Regions from separate parts of the Anas platyrhynchos genome. Here region 1 is linked to region 2. Evidence: chromatin contacts called from public Hi-C data. All regions are on one chromosome and are shown on one strand. The core of a region is the stretch at or near the end of the contact, and the rest is flanking DNA. Distances in the headings are between cores, read along the strand shown.

Region 1 (5,375 bases), core at 1,776-4,275, 51 kb before region 2:
TATCATTTGGAAATCCTCATGTGTAAATCTTACTTCCTTCCCTCTAGGGATCAGTGAAGGAGCATTTTAATACTGACTGATAAAGGAAATTTGGTGGAATATAGAAAACAAAACAACTGATGTGGAGGAGGATACACTGATAATATTTGCTGTCCTTCCTGATGTTTCAAAACATTGATTCTGTAGCTGTCACATCTCATGCCCAAACTTCTACAGGGATGGAAACACCTTTGTCAGAATGTCACAAATACTCTGGGGATTGTGTATATTGATTCAGGAACTTTGATTTAGGGATGCTGTTATTTACCAATGCCATCCATTCTTCAATGGCTTTCTTTGTTTCTAATAAAATCCTTTTGTATTTTGTGTTAATGTTTTTATCCAATTACACCAAGTTTGGGAAAGAGAAAACATGAGATGTGGATAACAGAATAATTGGTAATAGAGGCTGACTCACCCCTATTCAGAGCCCTGTCAGATGAGGCTATGCTCATCAGGTGGGCTAATGTGTGCTAGCCCTTTTGTTACAGCCTGTTGTGTAGACATAAAATGGTTCTGGAACTGCCAGGCTGGAATCTTTAGAAGAGTTACAATTGACTGAAAATGGCTTTAATAAAATGTGAAGTGGAAAAATATCCTCAGTAAAGTCTAGTAAAAATAAACTTTGTGTGTATGCCTGTACTTCAGGTTGAAATCTGGGCTGGCAGAAACCAGCCTGTGATTCAGGGACGCAGGTCTGCAAGCCATCAGGTCATCTGCAAAATGACTGCAAAAGGACTGTTCCCCTGTCCCCCTCACACATGCACCATCTGGCTGGCAGTTGCGTGAGTGCTTCCTAGCAAACATAGGCTGTTCACAGCCGCCACTAGCCCCCAAATCCAAATACATTTATATCCTTTGTATGTTTCATTAATGTGCTTAGAACAGCTAAAATGTAGTGCTGTAAAGCAATAACATTGTGCTTACCTAGACAATAAGAATGTTACTGATTTATCTCCCCGTGGAAATACCAAATAATTGTGGAATCCATAATGGCATTTCCTCCATGCAACCTGATTAGACCCTATTAGAAAAGGCTGCAAATACCATTCTAGGCTCAATTCTCTGCTCATCCATGTGATGATGGAGCACAATACACAGATGGTTGTATTCCCTGCTGCAGGAGACCTTCAGAGACAGAGAAGGGACTCCAGAATATGTTCCAGAACTTCATTTTGCCTCTCTTGTCTGAAGCAGATTACTTATGCTCCATCTGCCCCAGGCCACAGTGCTTTTAAAATGTAGGGTCTGGTCCAAAGTCTGGTAACCTTGGACTCTAACTGAATGTATGCTTCACAAACTGCATAAAATGAATTTGCCCTGTTACTTGATCTGCTCTGAGGCTTTAAGAGGATGCCTACATGAGTAGGTGGGAGGAAACCCTGCTGTCTCAAAGAAACACATGTAATATGGTCCACGTCTGGTATCAATTATGTCATGGGAATCTCAGAAGCAAAAAAATTAACTGGTGAAATGGTCCCTTACTTCTTCACCAGAAACCCGGTACTTTTCTCTAAAGTTTAGCCAGGACCACTTTTGACTGAGGCAAGGGGGATCAGGCTTTCAGCACTTTCCCAGGGTATCTCTTTTATAGCAAATACACTGTTCTGTCATTCCCCTGCAGATTACTCATGGTCCCTAGAATTACCCTAGTAACATGTATTTTTTTCCTGTTTTTCTATTTACTGTTATGATACTGTTTCATTCCCAAAATTGTCAGTAATCATCTATCTCCCTCTGCTAGTTATTTGTTGAGTGATTTAGGAAATAGTGTAAGAATGTCTTAAGTGAATTGAGCTGTAAGACTGTAAATAATGCAGTAAGAAGCTATGCAGTGTCTTCTAGGTTTTTAAGCACAATAAAAATATTTACTTAACAACCATCCCCAATCTATATTCTTTAGGAAATAGCTTTCCCCAACAATCTTCAGTGTTTGTGGCTTGAAACTAAAACAAAACAAAGTAAAGCCAGAAAACTGAAAACATGAGATGTCATTAACTCTCCTTCATCTACACATACTAAGTCCAGCCTTGTTCAATTTAACACAAGTGTTTACTCCTTGGGAAAAATCATGCTGTCAGAAGTAACAACGTAATGAACGATGATGAGCAGTAAATACAAAATATTTATATTATTATGATATTCATAGAGCCTTCAATGTCTTAAAATTGATTGATTGCCTTAGGTAGCTTAATCCGACAGAGAAGATGTCTCAGAGGGAGGAGGTGGTGTGATGGAAAAGATGGAATAACAACCATCAGATGGAGCCCCTTTCAGTCATACACAGTAACGATCACAGTCATTATCTGCTTTGCCATTAGCAGAACGTTGTTCTCTGAACACATTACGGGAAGTGAGGATTGAGGAACTGGGTGAAAGCAATGTTAGCTTCTGAGAAGTTGTATTTATCCAGCAAGGGCCAAACTGACAGGAGACACAGGGTCTGGAGTGCTGGGGTGAGGCGTGGCGCCGGCACAGAGGTTCGGGGCCTGGGCTGAGAGAGGTGGCAGGACAGGCAGGGCAGCAACGAGGAGCTGCAGCCCCAGCGCTGCTCTGGAGGCTGAGAAGACATGGAGGAATAAGGCTTTGGGGCTGGGAGGAAGATGGGAAGCAGGTGTGGTGAGAAGGCAGCTATCAGGGCAGGGTTCCAGGGGCAAGGCAGGCATGAAGGAGGGACACCCGGGGCAAGGGAGGACCATGAGAATGAACCTAGAGCATAATGAGGAGGTGCAGCTCATGGCACCACTTCAGATGTGGGACAGGCACACAGTGTGGGCTTGGGGCTGAGGAGGGCCACCAGGATGGGCCAGGAAAACAGCGAGTCCCTGGCACAGCTTCAGAGAAGACAGCCCCCGGCAGCGCGTCTGATGTACGGGCATCTGCAGAGGCTCAGGTCTTGGGGGAGTGCTGCCAGGCCGGGCCCAGAGGATGCTAATGAGCTGGGCTGGGACAGGCACAGATGGGGACCTGGGTGTGGTGAGAAAATAGCAGCAGCACAGCTGAGCGGTTATGAAATGACAAAATGCCCAGACCTTGGCTGCGTGCCCTGGTAAAATAATAAAAAGGAAGGAGAAGGAAAGAAATCACATGGAGCAAGTGGCAACGTGCTCTGTCCCCAAATCCTTGCTGGAAAAACTTGGCAAAAAAATGGGTTGCTCTCGTAAGTCATCTGTGTCGAGACACAACAACATTTCTGAGGGGTCAAGAACTGGCATTGGTGTGTCATTGTCCAAGGCAATGGACCATAGCCTGACACTACGTTTTTCTTTGCGGCAAAGCTAATGAACAATTTACCATTCTCTCCTTCTCCAGATACTTGGCAGGAAAGAATCTTTACTGCCAGCTGCACCATGGGAGAAATCACATTTCTGGTTTCTAAATTATTATAAACTTCAGAAGTGAAATAGTTCACATTATTGTCTTGTTGTTATCATTGTTTTCCTTTTTTTTCTGAAAACTTTATTCGGTTTAAAAAAGAAATATGAATGATATACACCCTGCAGCCAGCTAAAACTGAACATCTGAATCTCCAGAGAACTGAAAAGGGTTGACTCATGTATAAGAAACTTGCTGAGTAATACTAACCCTTAAAAAAAAACCTGCTCTGACTGTTGCAGACTCTTTGCTATTCTTTCAGACCACATCCTCTAGAAACAGAAGGTCTTACTACTTCATGTTGTATAATGTCTGTGGCGGTTGTGCTTTCTATTAGCTTTATTGGTGCTTAATAAGAATACAACTCTTTTCCAGTAATTTTGCTTGTTGTGTCTCTATGTCTCTGTATGGTCATGCTAAATGCTGTGTCAGAAATTGCTATGAATAGAACTGCAACATTCCTTAGCATTGAGCAGTACTCTTACTTTAGAAAAGAGAAGTATAACATAAACCAAGCTTTTATTTTTTTTTTTTCCCCCCTGTGTGGTGCCACCTATGTACAGATATATTTATATATAAGTATGTATGTGACATACATGTTTATGTATGCATATAGAAATACTGCCACATACATGACGAAGTGTTGTATTTCTGAACGTTGCTGTTCAAACATTCTATCACCTAAATATAGCTTCTTAAACAGAAAAAACAGTATAACCAACCTGCATTACAGACAAGTTTTAGAGTTTAAGGCCTACTGGTAACAAGACTTTGCTGAAAGCTTACCATGTGTTAGTTCTGCGTTCCTTGTGGGACCAAAATTCCCATTAAAGTTGATAAAGCACAGTAAGCTGAAAATTTGGATCTTAAAATCTATTCACACAGGTTTGTGAATAAATATTGACATGACTAAGACTGTTGTCTTTGGGACATTAGAAAGGAGGGTTTATAGTTTGTTGACCTCAGAAATGGATCTTATTGTAACAATAAGAACCTGCACACTGAGATGATCTTCCAGATCTTACTTGTTTTGCTAGTTAAACATTTCCATGATTTCCAAAGGTGTCCAGAAACACACAGTGAAATGTGGAAGCCATGGTAGTATGTTATTGAGTACATAACCTCTAAACACCCTAGAAATGGCAGGTAGGTATATAAAAATATGAAGTTAATTCTCTAAAGTTTATCAGAAGCTACAATGAAGCTACAATGCCCTGCTGGAATATTAAACCACAACAAGGAGTTGGGGTATGTTCAGCTGTGACAATAAGAGAATACCCTTTTCTACAATAATAGATCACCTTTTATAGTTATATAGCCTTTAGCTACTGTCTCTTAAATGGATGGAATATATTTGTTTTGAGAGAAACTTCATCTAATCTCAACATCAACCTATACTTGTTGATTTCAATCCATTTGCCATAGACTTTTCTCCACTGACCCAAATGTTTTGCTGATTGTGCACATCACATTATGCCACTGTTTTTGATGCGTTTTACAGTCAGTCATTTTACCACTGTAAGAAAAGATCGTGGTTCTCACAACTACATTTCAGCAAAGCTAACATGCAAAGATACATACATTCATCAGTATAAACAGACGTACCATAGCTCTCAGCAGAACTGAAGATTTAACACCTGAGAGCTAAGAGCAGGTGGCTTTGGCCAAGACAGTTACCTCTGTGTGACCCAATTTTCCCATCTGAGAACGAAAGATGGTATCACCAAGACCTCCAGCTTCCTTTTATAGCATTCCTCAGATGGTTTGCTTTATCCAAAACACCTTGAAATGTAAGTACAATGCACTCCTTGTTAGTGAGTCTGGTAGTAGAAAAAGAATTGTCTGTCTCATACAGAATTGTCTTCTGTCTCATACTGCACACTATTATAATGAAAGAGTACTTTCATTAGTTTTAAAGGCATTTTACCATATCTTTGAAGTCTTTGAACCTACCAAGATTT
Region 2 (5,215 bases), core at 1,177-3,676:
ATTACAAAATCTTACCTAAAATGTTGCAAAACTATCAGCATAGTGAAACTGATCTTTTACTGATGTTATCTGAGGCGTTCTACTTCAATGTCAATAATTATATATGATAGCTCACAAAATGTATGATGTTGAAATTGCTTTGCTAAGCAATAAAGTATTTCTTAGCTATCTCTATGCTAACCAGTTTAAAGATCTAGTAGATCATACAACAAAAATAAATACATGCATCTCTCTCCAGAAACCAGGAGTTTCACAAATTTACTTCCCCTTTTCTCCTCACCTTTCCCATAATCAATATGTGGTTTGTTTCCATGGTATACATATCAAATAATGAAAATCTGTAGTCTGCCCCTAATCCAACAAATTTTCCCAATGGTAAATAACCTTGATTCCACTAAGCTCATCAGAGGGATGCACAGAGGCTAAGGTCATCTCCTTAGCCTAAGGCGTGCAGCCAAGCTTGTGCTCTTGCATGTTTCCCACACTTTCAGTAAAGTCAAGATCGTGGGCTCTAACAACAGAAATCTCCCGTTTATTTCAATATTTAAGTGGATTGATCTGATTTGCTTTATATGCCCGTACTAGGAAAATATGGACTTCACCTTACGAGAGAAATTTTTCTCTGCTGACTCTAAAATGAGCAGAGGATGACTAAATCAGCTATAGACATATACACACTAGATGCTTACGTTTTGGCATTCCACTATGGAAGCCAAATTCTAAATTTTTAGAGAAATTGCTGGATGTCTAAGTCAGCATAATGCTTGCCTGCACGCAGCAGCACATCTTTAAAATAAGGGGAATTTTTCTGTCTTAAACAGGCTGTTGAAATACCATTAAAGCGGACAGGAAATGTGACCCAGGGTGTCACCGCTAAGTCACCAGCTGCTGAGCAGGCTCCCAGCTCAGAGGCATCACCCCTTGTCAGGCAGCGCGGGGCTCCCCTCACCTCCCACGGCTCGGTGCCTGGAGCTGGGCAGCACAGTGATTCTTATCCTTTGGTCAAATCTGCACCGAGACTTGATGGAAGAGGAGGAAGAAAGCAGAGGTGGCAGCAGCGGCTTTCCTCGCCTCTGTGCTTCTCCCTTCTCTGTCATCCCCTTCCCCTGCTGACTTCATACAGCCACTGTCCCCGGAGCAAGCTGCCTTCGTCCCACAGCTATCAAATTTTCCCTCCAACTCCCTTCCCTTGCCACGCAAAGTTTCACTGCTTCCTCCAGCCTCACACGCAACCTCCCCTGCCAGATCCATGCAGGCCCTCCCATTCAGGCCCTGTTGCCCGGCGCCCTGCTGAACTGGCAGCCTGCTCCCCTCGTCCTGCAGCGCCCAATAGCCTCTAAAAGCCTCGCACTACTCAGCAGGGGATGGATACCTTGCCGGAATATGGCACAAGGTAACACTGGTCGAGGTGGTTATTCCGGACAGTCTGGAAGGTTCTTTGCCTATCTCACGTATGGGAGGTCACAACAGAGGAGATGGCAGTGAGGAGAGGATATTGAGGCCATCTCTGTAACACAGCTAACCCGCTTTCCATCTTTTGTGACTAAACTGCCAGGAAATTTAGCTGGAATTAGAGCTCAAAGGTGATTTACGGTTTTATATAAAATCTCTTTTCTTTAAGCAAATGAGTGTCACCTCTCTTTGTGAAGACCTTTGGAAATCAACTATGATTTAGTAAGATCACGATCTTGAAAATCTAGTCACACGAGATCAGGATGCTGCAGAGCTGAAGGCATGCACGCCTGCGGGCTGACGCCACGCTGGCATACAGCCGCACGGAGACCGCGCTGAAATTTGGTAACAGAAACCAAGGGAGAGTCAGGTGTACAGCCGAATTTTCATGAAGGTATGCTGATAAATAAAAAAAAACCTGGCTTTAGGCACACCTTGAGACACGCCATATGATGGAGGCTGTGAAGTTTATGTATTTTGATCCATACGTGTTTTACGTGATGGGACGCAACCACTTGCTCGTATCTAAGTGTGCACCAAGCATGAAAGACAAATAAACGCGAAGCTTCCCCATTAGCCTTCCCCTACCCACGCTTTCCAAGCGTAACCGCAGCTCCCTCTAGGGCCTTCCAACAGAGCCTGTAGGGGAAGGGTCAACAGGTCCCCGGTTTGTGAGGGAGGGAGAGACCCCGAAACTTCGCCTGGCGCCTGTGCGGACAGGTGAGCCCCGAAAGGCTTCGCTCAGGCGTGCGGACAGGGAGAGCGAACCGCGGGGCAGTGCCACAGCGCGGCCCTCCGCTGCCCTCCGCTGCGGCGAGGCGAGGCGAGGGCTGGCCCCCGGCCCCGGCCTCCGCTACGTGACCCCGGCCCCAGCAGCGCCCGGCCCGGCAGCGGGGGCGCCGGGAAGCAAGGGGAGCAAGGGGCTCCCCGCTCCGCCTCCGCTGCCCCGCGCCCCGCCGCTGCCGTCCCCCTGCCCCCGGCCCCGCTGTCCCCGCCTCCCTCCCGCAGTTATAAGCCCGAGCCCGGCGCCGCTGGGCTCACCGCCGATCCGCCCCACGAAGATGCTGCGAGCCCACGCCGGATCCCGAGCTCTGCTGCTCGGCGCCCTGCTGTGGCGCCTGGCCGCCGCCGGTGGGTATCAGCGGGCGGGGGGCATCGGCGCGGCTCGGAGCCTCTGGCGGGGCGGCCAGGGGAGAGCGGCTCCGGCTGCGGAGCTCGGGGCGGCTTCGGGGCGGCTTCTGCTGAGGGGAGCCCTTTGGGGACCGGGGGGCGCTGGGGCGGGGGGCTCCCCGCGGCTCGGGGCCTCCGGGCCGCTGACCTCGGGAGGGCTTTGTCTGCCTTCCCCGAGGATAAGGGCTGGGCTTCTCCGAGTCAGGAAAGGATTTGGCTTCCCCAGGTAAAGCAGAGGGGGAGCGGGGCTCGTGCTTTCTGCAGATGATCCCGCCGGGGTGATTTTGAACTACGCTGTATTTGCTTGGTGCTTGGACTCCGCCACGAGCGTCCGAGATTTTGTAAGTTCTTGAGGGGTCTTGGATCAAAAAGTAAAGGCAGCCTGAGACAAGACTCCGAATAAGTTACCTCAGCAACCCTGGAGTTAGAGGAACCAGGAAAGAAAATAATTCTCTTCTCATATTTCTCACCTCTGTCAGGACACATTCCTTCGCGGAGACAAGCACGAGCCCAAAGGGCAGGACCGAGACTTTTTGCCCAAAATAACCTCTCTTACTAGCAATTAACAGCAACTGCCTCATTTAACAAGGCCGTGAATGCAGGGAGACAGGAATTAACTACAATGCAACTGATGATGCTCTTTTCTGGTTTTAAAGGTAACTCAGAACTACCAACAGCAGTTAATGTAACTTGGTCTTCAATCAACTTTAAAACTATACTACAGTGGCAACCAAAACCGTCAGGCTACTTCTATACAGTAGAAATACATGGGTAAGTAAATAACACCATGGCACGTACTTTAATGGCAACTGGAGAAGACGCAGACAGAGCGTTTGATTATTTCTGAGACTGAATGTAACAGGAAAAGAGCTCAGGCAAGGGGTCTAGGAAAACCGCCAACCCAGCTGTTAATACTCCTTTTATCCAACTATAACAATATCTGATTCAGGTTTCTGGTGTTGCCCACTTCGGAAATGATAAGTTGAGCTTTAGATCAGTATTTCAGTTCTGAGGTTTGATGTGGGCCAGCTGCCCTGGAGATGTAGGGCAGGATACTCAAAAGTTGACACTCAATGTGACATACCATGTATTAGAGAGAATTTCACCTTTTATGTCTTTCAAGGTGTCTGGACCAAGTCTTTGTTCTTCAGTCTTGGGAGGTGTCTGATAAATATGAGTCTGAATTTTATTCTAATCAGTGAATCACTATAAATGTGTAATTAATCTTGCTGGGTAATACTAAAAATCCCTTTTGTTTGTCTAGCTCTATGAAGACTTCCTCTGTCATCATGTTTTATAGAAGCTATAAAATACTGTGGACATAAAAAACAATCAGCTTATGTGAAGTGTCTAATACCTCTTTTAACACCGCACAAAAACTTCAGTGAAGTTCAGTAATAAATCTCTATGGTTCTTAGCTCCCATATTAATTCATAGACATAGAATTCATAGGGCATTAAACATGCCCTGAAGGGAAAACACATCATCAACTCTCCCACATATTAATGAAAATATGATACTGTAGTTTCTTCTGTGTATAAAAGTTGCCTAGAAATGAGAGCTCTCATGACTAATGGATGAAATACCAGTGCAGTGGTCTCATGTGCTCTTTTATTCTTTAATCTAAGGGAGCGATAAAAGGAATAGACTTTAAAGCACATACTTAGCAGAATGGCACAACCTACCTTAGCAGCGTGAAAGACATCAAAAGGACACAGAGCCTTACCTAGCACTGTGCACTTTGAAATGTTTTGTGAATCTGGAGCTTATTTCCAAACGTTTTTGCTTGTGAAATACTGAAGTCTGTTTGCCCAAGATTCAGTGTAGAATCAAGTGTAGTTCTGATACAGAGGCACTTCTTTAGACAAGGTGTTCCCATGGATGAAGTGCACTTAAATGCTTTCTTTCTCTTCCATGTACTCCTACGAAAGTACATTTGATTGATCACCAAGATCAAATCTATCCTGTCCTATTTCAAAGCAGGGATACTAAAACGAACAGATCTGTGGCATAAGAAATCTAGTGAAGTGGGAAGGGACTTCTGGCAACTCTTACATAAAGTTTGACCTACGTGGAGGAAAACTCATTTGTTAATTTCCAGTTATCATTCTTTCTCTTTCAGTTAAGTTTACACAATTTTTCTTTTCCTTAATTCACCAACAAAAACAAGGAAAAGAATTGAAGCAGTAATATCAAATCTGTTTTTCTTCTTCTTGTGAGGATGCAAAGTGAGCCATTAACACTTATTTTACCAGTTTATTCAGTATTTCTCAAGAAAATGGACCTAACCTCAGCCCTTTAAAAAACAAGAGAATTAATAGGTCATGTTTTTTGTCAATATTTTTTGTTTCTATTATGCAATTCTGCAATTAAAATTGCTGCTAGTGTCAGGTTCTCAGTGACATTTCTACCTGCATAGATGCAAACACAAGTGACATATGAGCAGACGTTGTAAACAATTAATTTACATGACAACTTCCTAGTACAACTAATGTTTCTTAAGGCAATAGTTTTCAGATGCATCAGTCACCAGGGAGAAATCTTTCTAACTGGTTTACACGTATTTTATTTTTTTTTCATAAGTCAACAGAAG

What was found. Hi-C and Micro-C count contacts between places; a contact is called where the count stands out from the background.
Region 1: a contact with region 2 is called in a Hi-C map of subcutaneous adipose tissue, with 2.2 times the contacts expected there. The contact joins the enhancer-like site here to the promoter of F3 in region 2. A contact is called at or near these places in 4 of 8 Hi-C or Micro-C datasets (F1 follicle, liver, skeletal muscle and 1 more).

Annotation. Positions count from the first base shown.
Region 1 is chr8:8,971,716-8,977,090 of IASCAAS_PekinDuck_T2T, reverse strand. All of the region lies in intron 1 of SLC44A3 (solute carrier family 44 member 3), which reads right to left. Among named protein-coding and RNA genes, the nearest start is that of SLC44A3, 46 kb to the right of the region's middle. Within about 2 kb of position 3,025, at least 2 of the 8 cell types and tissues checked have an H3K27ac peak or open chromatin away from gene starts, as enhancers often do. A contact at or near this core is called in subcutaneous adipose tissue, where this site is marked.
Region 2 is chr8:8,920,230-8,925,444 of IASCAAS_PekinDuck_T2T, reverse strand. F3 (coagulation factor III, tissue factor) reads left to right here and starts at 2,426. Exons shown (of 6, transcript XM_027462350.3): 1 at 2,426-2,583; 2 at 3,279-3,393. The coding sequence starts at 2,514.